2 separate regions of the Mus musculus genome follow, and region 2 is linked to region 1. A link is a contact called in public Hi-C data. All regions are on one chromosome and are shown on one strand. The core of a region is the stretch at or near the end of the contact, and the rest is flanking DNA. Distances in the headings are between cores, read along the strand shown. Region 1 has its middle 210 kb from the start of Gm39035. Region 2 overlaps Chd2 (chromodomain helicase DNA binding protein 2).

The links. Hi-C and Micro-C count contacts between places; a contact is called where the count stands out from the background.
Region 2: a contact with region 1 is called in a Hi-C map of embryonic fibroblasts, with 3 times the contacts expected there. The contact joins two enhancer-like sites. A contact is called at or near these places in 4 of 484 Hi-C or Micro-C datasets (the HL-1 cell line, embryonic fibroblasts and uterus) and 3 of 115 datasets of contacts at active chromatin or transcription factors (fibro-adipogenic progenitors, kidney and stem cell-derived neural progenitor cells).

The regions. Positions count from the first base shown.
Region 1 is chr7:72,518,359-72,521,835 of GRCm38.p6, forward strand. No RefSeq gene overlaps it. Among named protein-coding and RNA genes, the nearest start is that of Gm39035, 210 kb to the left of the region's middle. Within about 2 kb of position 1,538, at least 79 of the 459 cell types and tissues checked have an H3K27ac peak or open chromatin away from gene starts, as enhancers often do. A contact at or near this core is called in embryonic fibroblasts, where this site is marked.
Region 2 is chr7:73,424,526-73,428,002 of GRCm38.p6, forward strand. It overlaps Chd2 (chromodomain helicase DNA binding protein 2), which reads right to left. Exons shown (of 39, transcript NM_001081345.2): 39 at 2,127-3,477. Among named protein-coding and RNA genes, the nearest start is that of A730056A06Rik, 50 kb to the left of the region's middle. Within about 2 kb of position 1,881, at least 36 of the 459 cell types and tissues checked have an H3K27ac peak or open chromatin away from gene starts, as enhancers often do. A contact at or near this core is called in embryonic fibroblasts, where this site is marked.

The sequences.
Region 1 (3,477 bases), core at 288-2,787:
GAGATCACATGACTGAATGTTGGGGTTGTAAAAACGTTTGCAACAGTAAGCTGTTTTTTAATATACAAAAAAATAAAGGACTAAAAATGAAACAGGCAATGAATCCCAGGTGTTACATCACTTACCCAAGTTGCATCAGGCAGCTTCACTGCACTAATGATAATGAGCTAACAACTTGCATGCTTTGTCCTGCAGACCATCCTACCCTGCAGTGCCAACTGTTGCTACCTCAAATACCTCAGCTCAGATTCGAGGCCATTGTGTGCTTTGAATTGCAATGTTTGCTTTGACTGTACAAAGTTTTCTGCTCTTACATAAACAGTGTGGTGGTTTAGTTATGGACAGAGCAACTCCTTCAAGAATAAGGCCCACAGTAAGAAACGAGTTTCAACGTGACACAGTCAGATACTCTAGAGCATAGCTGGTGACCGTGGGACACCTGTTGACTCTCCCCCATCTTCTGAAGTGGTACGATGTTGGAAGAAAGCTAACACAGCAAGAAGAATTGAGGGATACATAAAGAGCTGGGACTGTAGCCCTCAATTTGAAAAAAAAAATCTCTCTGAAACTGCCTTAATCTTAAGAATTTTTAGTTGAAGAGGCAAATTCCTTTCTTATTTCAACTGGCTTAGATTACTTTTCCCTCTTACAAATTGAATGGCTTCTCAGCAGGTGTGACCCTGGAGGCTTTGATGTGTGTCTTTCTCCTCCCAGGATGGTTCTGGTTTCTGGCTACCTCTCAGTCAGTGCCCCCAAGAAGACTTCAACAGGGGTCTCCACTTCACTGTCCTCTAGCTCCTTCTTGCCCCCACATATTGTCCAAATAACAATTTCATATCCCTTTGGAGTAGGAGGGACTAATCGAAGAGGATTAGGTGGGTGTGATTTTTTTACAATCAGCAGAAACAGCTGAGTGGTTCAGGCTGCATTCAGTCCTCAAGGTTAAAGCCCACTGGCCTAAGCATCTCTTAGTCCTGCTTTTTCTGACATATGTTTTAAATAAAGATAAAGCTCTGAAACCCCCCAGAACTTGATAGTGAACAGGAAAAGTCTAGAACTGAATAGGAATACTGTCCCCTCCACCCCCCAAAAAGCCAGAAAGCACATTTTTAAGGTGACCTGGGGTCAGTGTCCATCATCAGAATTTCAATGCTTGGAACACTTTTCTGCTGAGGACATTTCCTTCAGAGAATAGAGAATTAGTCATGCAGAAACTCCCTCGAAGCACTTGCTGTGAATCACAACCAGATTAGTAGAAGCACTCATGCTTTTATTTGGGATATTTTCCCAGTATTTGCTAATTCACGGTAAATTGCTCAGTATCTATTTCAGTAATGTATCGTTCCTTTCACAAATGAAAAACTTTGTCAGTTGTCACACAGCTGTAAAACGTGACCATATTAGGAAATGTAGCTGGGTTGCTGAAAAAGTTGAAGCTAGGGCCCTATGACACTTTTAATGTGTCTGTCTACGTCTCCCTCTCTGGGCATACAGCAGTCTGTCCAGCCTGGCTTACTGGCTTACTGTCTTCTAGTGCATGGAAGCCCAGCCTGCTCTTCCAGCCCTGGCAAGAGCCTGGTCTTGTGCAACACCACTCTCTCTGTACATTCTGACCTTTCACTTTCATAAATCGATCTTCTATAAAGCAATAACCAAGATTAAATATTTGCAAAGCATTATTCCTTTTAAAACAAAGTAATGAAAAATCCCTCAATTACAAAACTAACTGTTGCTGATATTTATGAATTTACAGATTCCTATGTAGCTGCTTTGCTAACAGATGAACATGCGAATCTATACCTATACATATAATCTACGTGATATGATTTAAATATTTAAATGCGGATTTATATAAAATTCAATATATATGTGACTATGCTATATATATATATATATGATATATGGGATATATATGTATATAACTTTAAGAAGCCTCAGGACCTAGGAAGTAATAACAGGCTTTCCACAAGAAGGGTAGCCTCACAGTGGAAACTATCCCAAGGGAACTGGTGTTTTTCAGAGGCCAGCAATGCCTTGAGGCCCCACTGCACCTCCCACAGCACCTGAGAAAGCTGGTCAGAACATATACCTTCCCCCAGTGCAGCTGGTATGCTCAGCTAGGTGACTTTAGTTTCTTTTGCTAAATGCATGAAACTCAAGAAGAACGAAGACCAAAGTGTAGACACTTTGCCCCTTCTTAGAATTGGGAACAAAACACCCATGGAAGGAGTTACAGAGACAATGTTTGGAGCTGTGACAAAAGTATGGACCATCCAGAGACTGCCATATCCAGGGTTCCATCCCATAATCAGCTTCCAAACGCTGACACCATTGCATACACTAGCAAGATTTTGCTGAAAGGACCCAGATATAGCTGTCTCTTGTGAGACTATGCCGGGGCCTAGCAAACACAGAAGTAGATGCTCACAGTCAGCTATTGGATGGATCACAGGGCCCCCAATGGAGGAGCTAGAGAAAGTACCCAAGGAGCTAAAGGGATCTGCAACCCTATAGGTGGAACAACATTATGAACTAACCAGTACCCCGGAGCTCTTGACTCTAGCTGCATATGTATCAAAAGATGGCCTAGTGGGCCATCACTGGAAAGAGAGGCCCATTGGACACGCAAACTTTATATGCCCCAGTACAGGGGAACACCAGGGCCAAAAAGTGGGAATGGGTGGGTAGGGGAATGGGGGGGGTATGGGGGACTTTTGGGATAGCATCGGAAATGTAAATGAGGAAAATACCTAATAAAAATATTTTTTAAAAACCCCAAGGAACTGAATCTTCCCCTTAAATTTTGTTTGTTATTGTTTCTCAAGGTCTCACTTTGTAGAAATCTATGAAGGCTCGCTGCTCTTGTCCCTCGTGTACCAACTTGAATGATTCCAAAATGTAAATTATTTCCACTATTTTTTTTCCATTTTTTATTAGGTATTTAACTCATTTACATTTCCAATGCTATACCAAAAGTCCCCCATACCCACCCACCCCCACTTCCCTGCCCACCCACTCCCCCTATTTGGCCCTGGTGTTCCCCTGTACTGGGGCATATAAAGTTTGCAAGTCCAATGGGCCTCTCTTTCCAGTGATGGCCGACTAGGCCATCTTTTGATATATATGCAGCTAGAGTCAAGAGCTCCGGGGTACTGGTTAGTTCATAATGTTGTTCCACCTATAGGGTTGCAGATCCCTTTAGCTCCTTGGCTACTTTCTCTAGCTCCTCCATTGGGAGCCCTATGATCCATCCATTAGCTGACTGTGAGCATCCACTTCTGTGTTTGCTAGGCCCCGGCATAGTCTCACAAGAGACAGCTACATCTGGGTCCTTTCAATAAAATCTTGCTAGTGTATGCAATGGTGTCAGCGTTTGGATGCTGATTATGGGGTGGATCCCTGGATATGGCAGTCTCTACATGGTCCATCCTTTCATCTCAGCTCCAAACTTTGGCTCTGTAACTCCTTCCATGGGTG
Region 2 (3,477 bases), core at 631-3,130, 910 kb after region 1:
ACAACACACCAATTTGCAACTGAAGCTGCTTCACAGCAGAGATAAAATGGGGTGGGGGTGGGGAGGACACACTCTGACTCCCATGAATTCCTTTATGCCACCCAAACACCACAATAGTGCCTGTAGTTAGCAGGAGTTCCAGGAAAGGCAGAGAGCTCATGTGAACTCCCCATGCTTGCTTGCTCTGAGGTATGGCAATTTACTCTGCACACACTGCAGGTGAAGACCATTGTTTTTGTTCCCAAATAAAGCCAGAAGTGTGGCCAGGGACAAGCCACTTGGACACATTAACAGTCCAGGACATGCCCGGGACCTGTCACCTGAGGGAAAGTCTCACCAGCAGGGTCTGGGCAGGGTGCCACTATGATCAGGGGCATACAGAAAGGTTTTAGCTGGTCCAGCCACATCCACAGCCTACTCCACAAAACCATGCAAGCCAACAGGCAGCATGGGCCAAAGAAGGTTCTGACCTGAAGTATGACAGACGGGGCTTTTAGTTAAAGCCTTGATGGAATTGCCAGGACGGCTCCTTTAAAAGCCACAGACTCTGTTCTGACACACAGCTGATCCTTAGTTTTTGTACATGACCTTTCTGTTGGCACTAATTGAGCAGGGTTTGTGGTGATCACCAAACATTGAGTCCCTGCTAGGGAGGGCTGGGAGGCAAGGGCCTGCAGCTTCCAGAAGGTGGGCATCTTGGCAGCAGTGGGCTTCGAAGCCAGCTAACTAGCACTTAGATTGTCACAGCACTTGTTCCTAAAAGGTTCCCAGAGCTGTTCTAGCTGCGTCCTGAAGCAGGGGGATCACCAGGTTTCTTCACAGGACCTGTCCTCCACACTTCTCCACTCAGGCGCAAGCGTTATAGACCCAGCAGCCTCCTGCCAGGCCAGGCCTTGCACCTAAGGGTCCTGGACAACTAGCAAGGTGGAGTCCCAGCGGCCGCCCTCTCCCTGCTGAGTGGACACATGGGTGTGTTTGGCACTAAGAATTGAGAGAACCATAAAGGTTTGAGTTTTGTTTCAAAGACACTTATGTGCAAGTTTTAAAAACCCTGGGCTTGGGCAAGATTCTCCTAAACTCCATCCTAGGACAATTTCGACACATAGGCCAGGTCACCTTTCCTCTATCTGGGCCATGTTGGAGCTAAGCCTGCCGCTGTGCCAAACTGCAAGTGAACATTTGTGTCACTGTTTCCATAAGAAAAGCGTTTTTCGGGGCTGGTGAGATGGCTCAGTGGGTAAGAGCACCCAACTGCTCTTCCAAAAGTCCCGAGTTCAAATCCCAGCAATCACATGGTGGCTCACAACCATCCATAATGAGATCTGACTCCCTCTTCTGGAGTGTTTGAAGACAGCTACAGTGTACAGTGTACTTACATATAATAAATAAATAAATCTTTTTTTAAAAAATAGAAGAAAATTTTTAAAAAAAGAAAAGTGTTTTTCCGCATTCAAGAATATATAACCCAGGGCTGGAGAGATGGCTCAGTGGTTGAGAGTAGTGACTTCTCTTCCAGAGGAACCAGTTTCAATTCTCAACACCCATACAGCAGCTCACAACTGTTTGTAATTCCAAGATCTGACACCCTCACACAAACATACATGCAGGCAAAACACCAGTGCCCATAAAAGGAGAATAAATCATGAAGGAAGTTAGGAAGTTAGGAAGTTGGGGAGGGGAGGGGAGGGGAGGGGAGGGGAGGGGAGGGGAGGGGAGGGGAGGGGAGGGGAGGGGAGGGGAGAGAAAAGAAGAGAAGAGTATATAACCCAACTGATTAACTGCACTAAAGCTGTAGGCTGTAGGCCTGATGTCTTACTTCTCTCTGGACAGAGGTGGATGTTTGAAGCAGGCTCCCCATGACCACTGTGAAAGATGAGGGCAACCTCTCATGACTCAGTTTTAATGGCTCCATGCCATTCCCTGAAGTACGCAGCTGTGGTTTGTGGCTGTTCAGGGACAGAAAACTATTTAGAACCAATAACAAAAATGCAACTTAAAAAGCTTCCATTGTCGAAGATGTAAACAAGCATGGACACACAGCTTGCAGCCAGCCAGGGAGGGAGACTGTGGCGTGTGCCTCACACCAGAATGTAATGTAACTGGTTAGCCCAATTCTAAAAATCCTTAGTAACACTTTTTAATATACAAGAATCAAAAAAGTACAGCAGTTTTACAATGTAGGAAAATTTAATACATACTATATAAACAACATTATTTACATCAGAAATCACCAGGACAGTGGCATTTTTCACAAATATAAATTAATTACTGTTTAGTCAACAGGTTTCAAAAGTCCACAAGTTTACAAGAAAAACCACCTGTCCCCAAATGAGTAGGGCACAGGTGGACTACAGCAGCCTGGACCCTTGGCATGGCTCTCTTCCCAACACGGCTGGCCTCGGCTACGAGAGCACAGGTGCTGGGCTGGACCACGGCTCCTGCTGACAAGTGGGTTTGTTTGGTCTGTAGGATTTCAGTGTTGCTGTGTGTGAACGTTTAAGTGAATCACATTTGTTCTGCAAAGCCTGATGCAATGTCAGACACACCAGGTCAGAACCTCAGCAGCACAGTGAGAAATGTTGGCGCTCCCTCTGTGGGGCTTAGGAATGACTACACAGAGTAGAAGGAAGGACCATCAGGCTGGCCAAGTCAGAGAGGACACAGTGGTCAGTGGAGGCTTCATCTTCGTTTTCTAGGGCCACAGTGCATCATAGGACTTCAGGACTTGACAACATTCACACATAACTTCCTCCAAGTCCTGCCACTTCCTCAATGATGAGCAGCTGCCCAAAGCCAGGCCCCACAGAACGTCACTGGCAGCTTCTCTTACCTGTGCAAACTTCTGCTGTAAGCATCTGATGCACATACTAGTTTAAAGCAAGAGGAATGCTTCCTTTCTTTCAACCCCTCTTCAAATCCACTCCCTCACCTACAGCAGATGTTTGATGGGACATACTGTAATCTTAGAATCAATGTAACACTGATCTGGCCGATAGGGTTTTTGCTACATTTTATGGCACTATACCTCAAGTCCTGAATAGGAACAAAAGAAAGTTCCTTTTTCCTCATGATGAGACAGACAGTTTTGAGAATAATTTGTAACTTCTACCAACAAGTTGAAAGACAAGACCTAGGTGAATATGGAAAGGCAAGGCCTCCACCCTCCGCCTTCCTTCTGCAGAGGTACCTCCTGTGCCTGCTACACTCCCAACATCCAAGAGCTCAGCAAATCAAACACAGACAGTGTCAATGTGATCAGCAAGAAGCTCCATCTATGGCTCACTTTTCACTGTGTGCCCAAAATATACCTTTCAGAATTGACTGAGAAGTCCGGTAAGCCACCAGGCATCAGACTCTAGCCAGGGGACTTCTATGTGGTTGGTGGGCTCTATTGCAGGTCATGCATGCACACAGTCAAGGTGAAGGGCCTAGTGCCACGAGGAGCCCAGAAGGTCTTCGAGCATTAGCTGCAGGGAC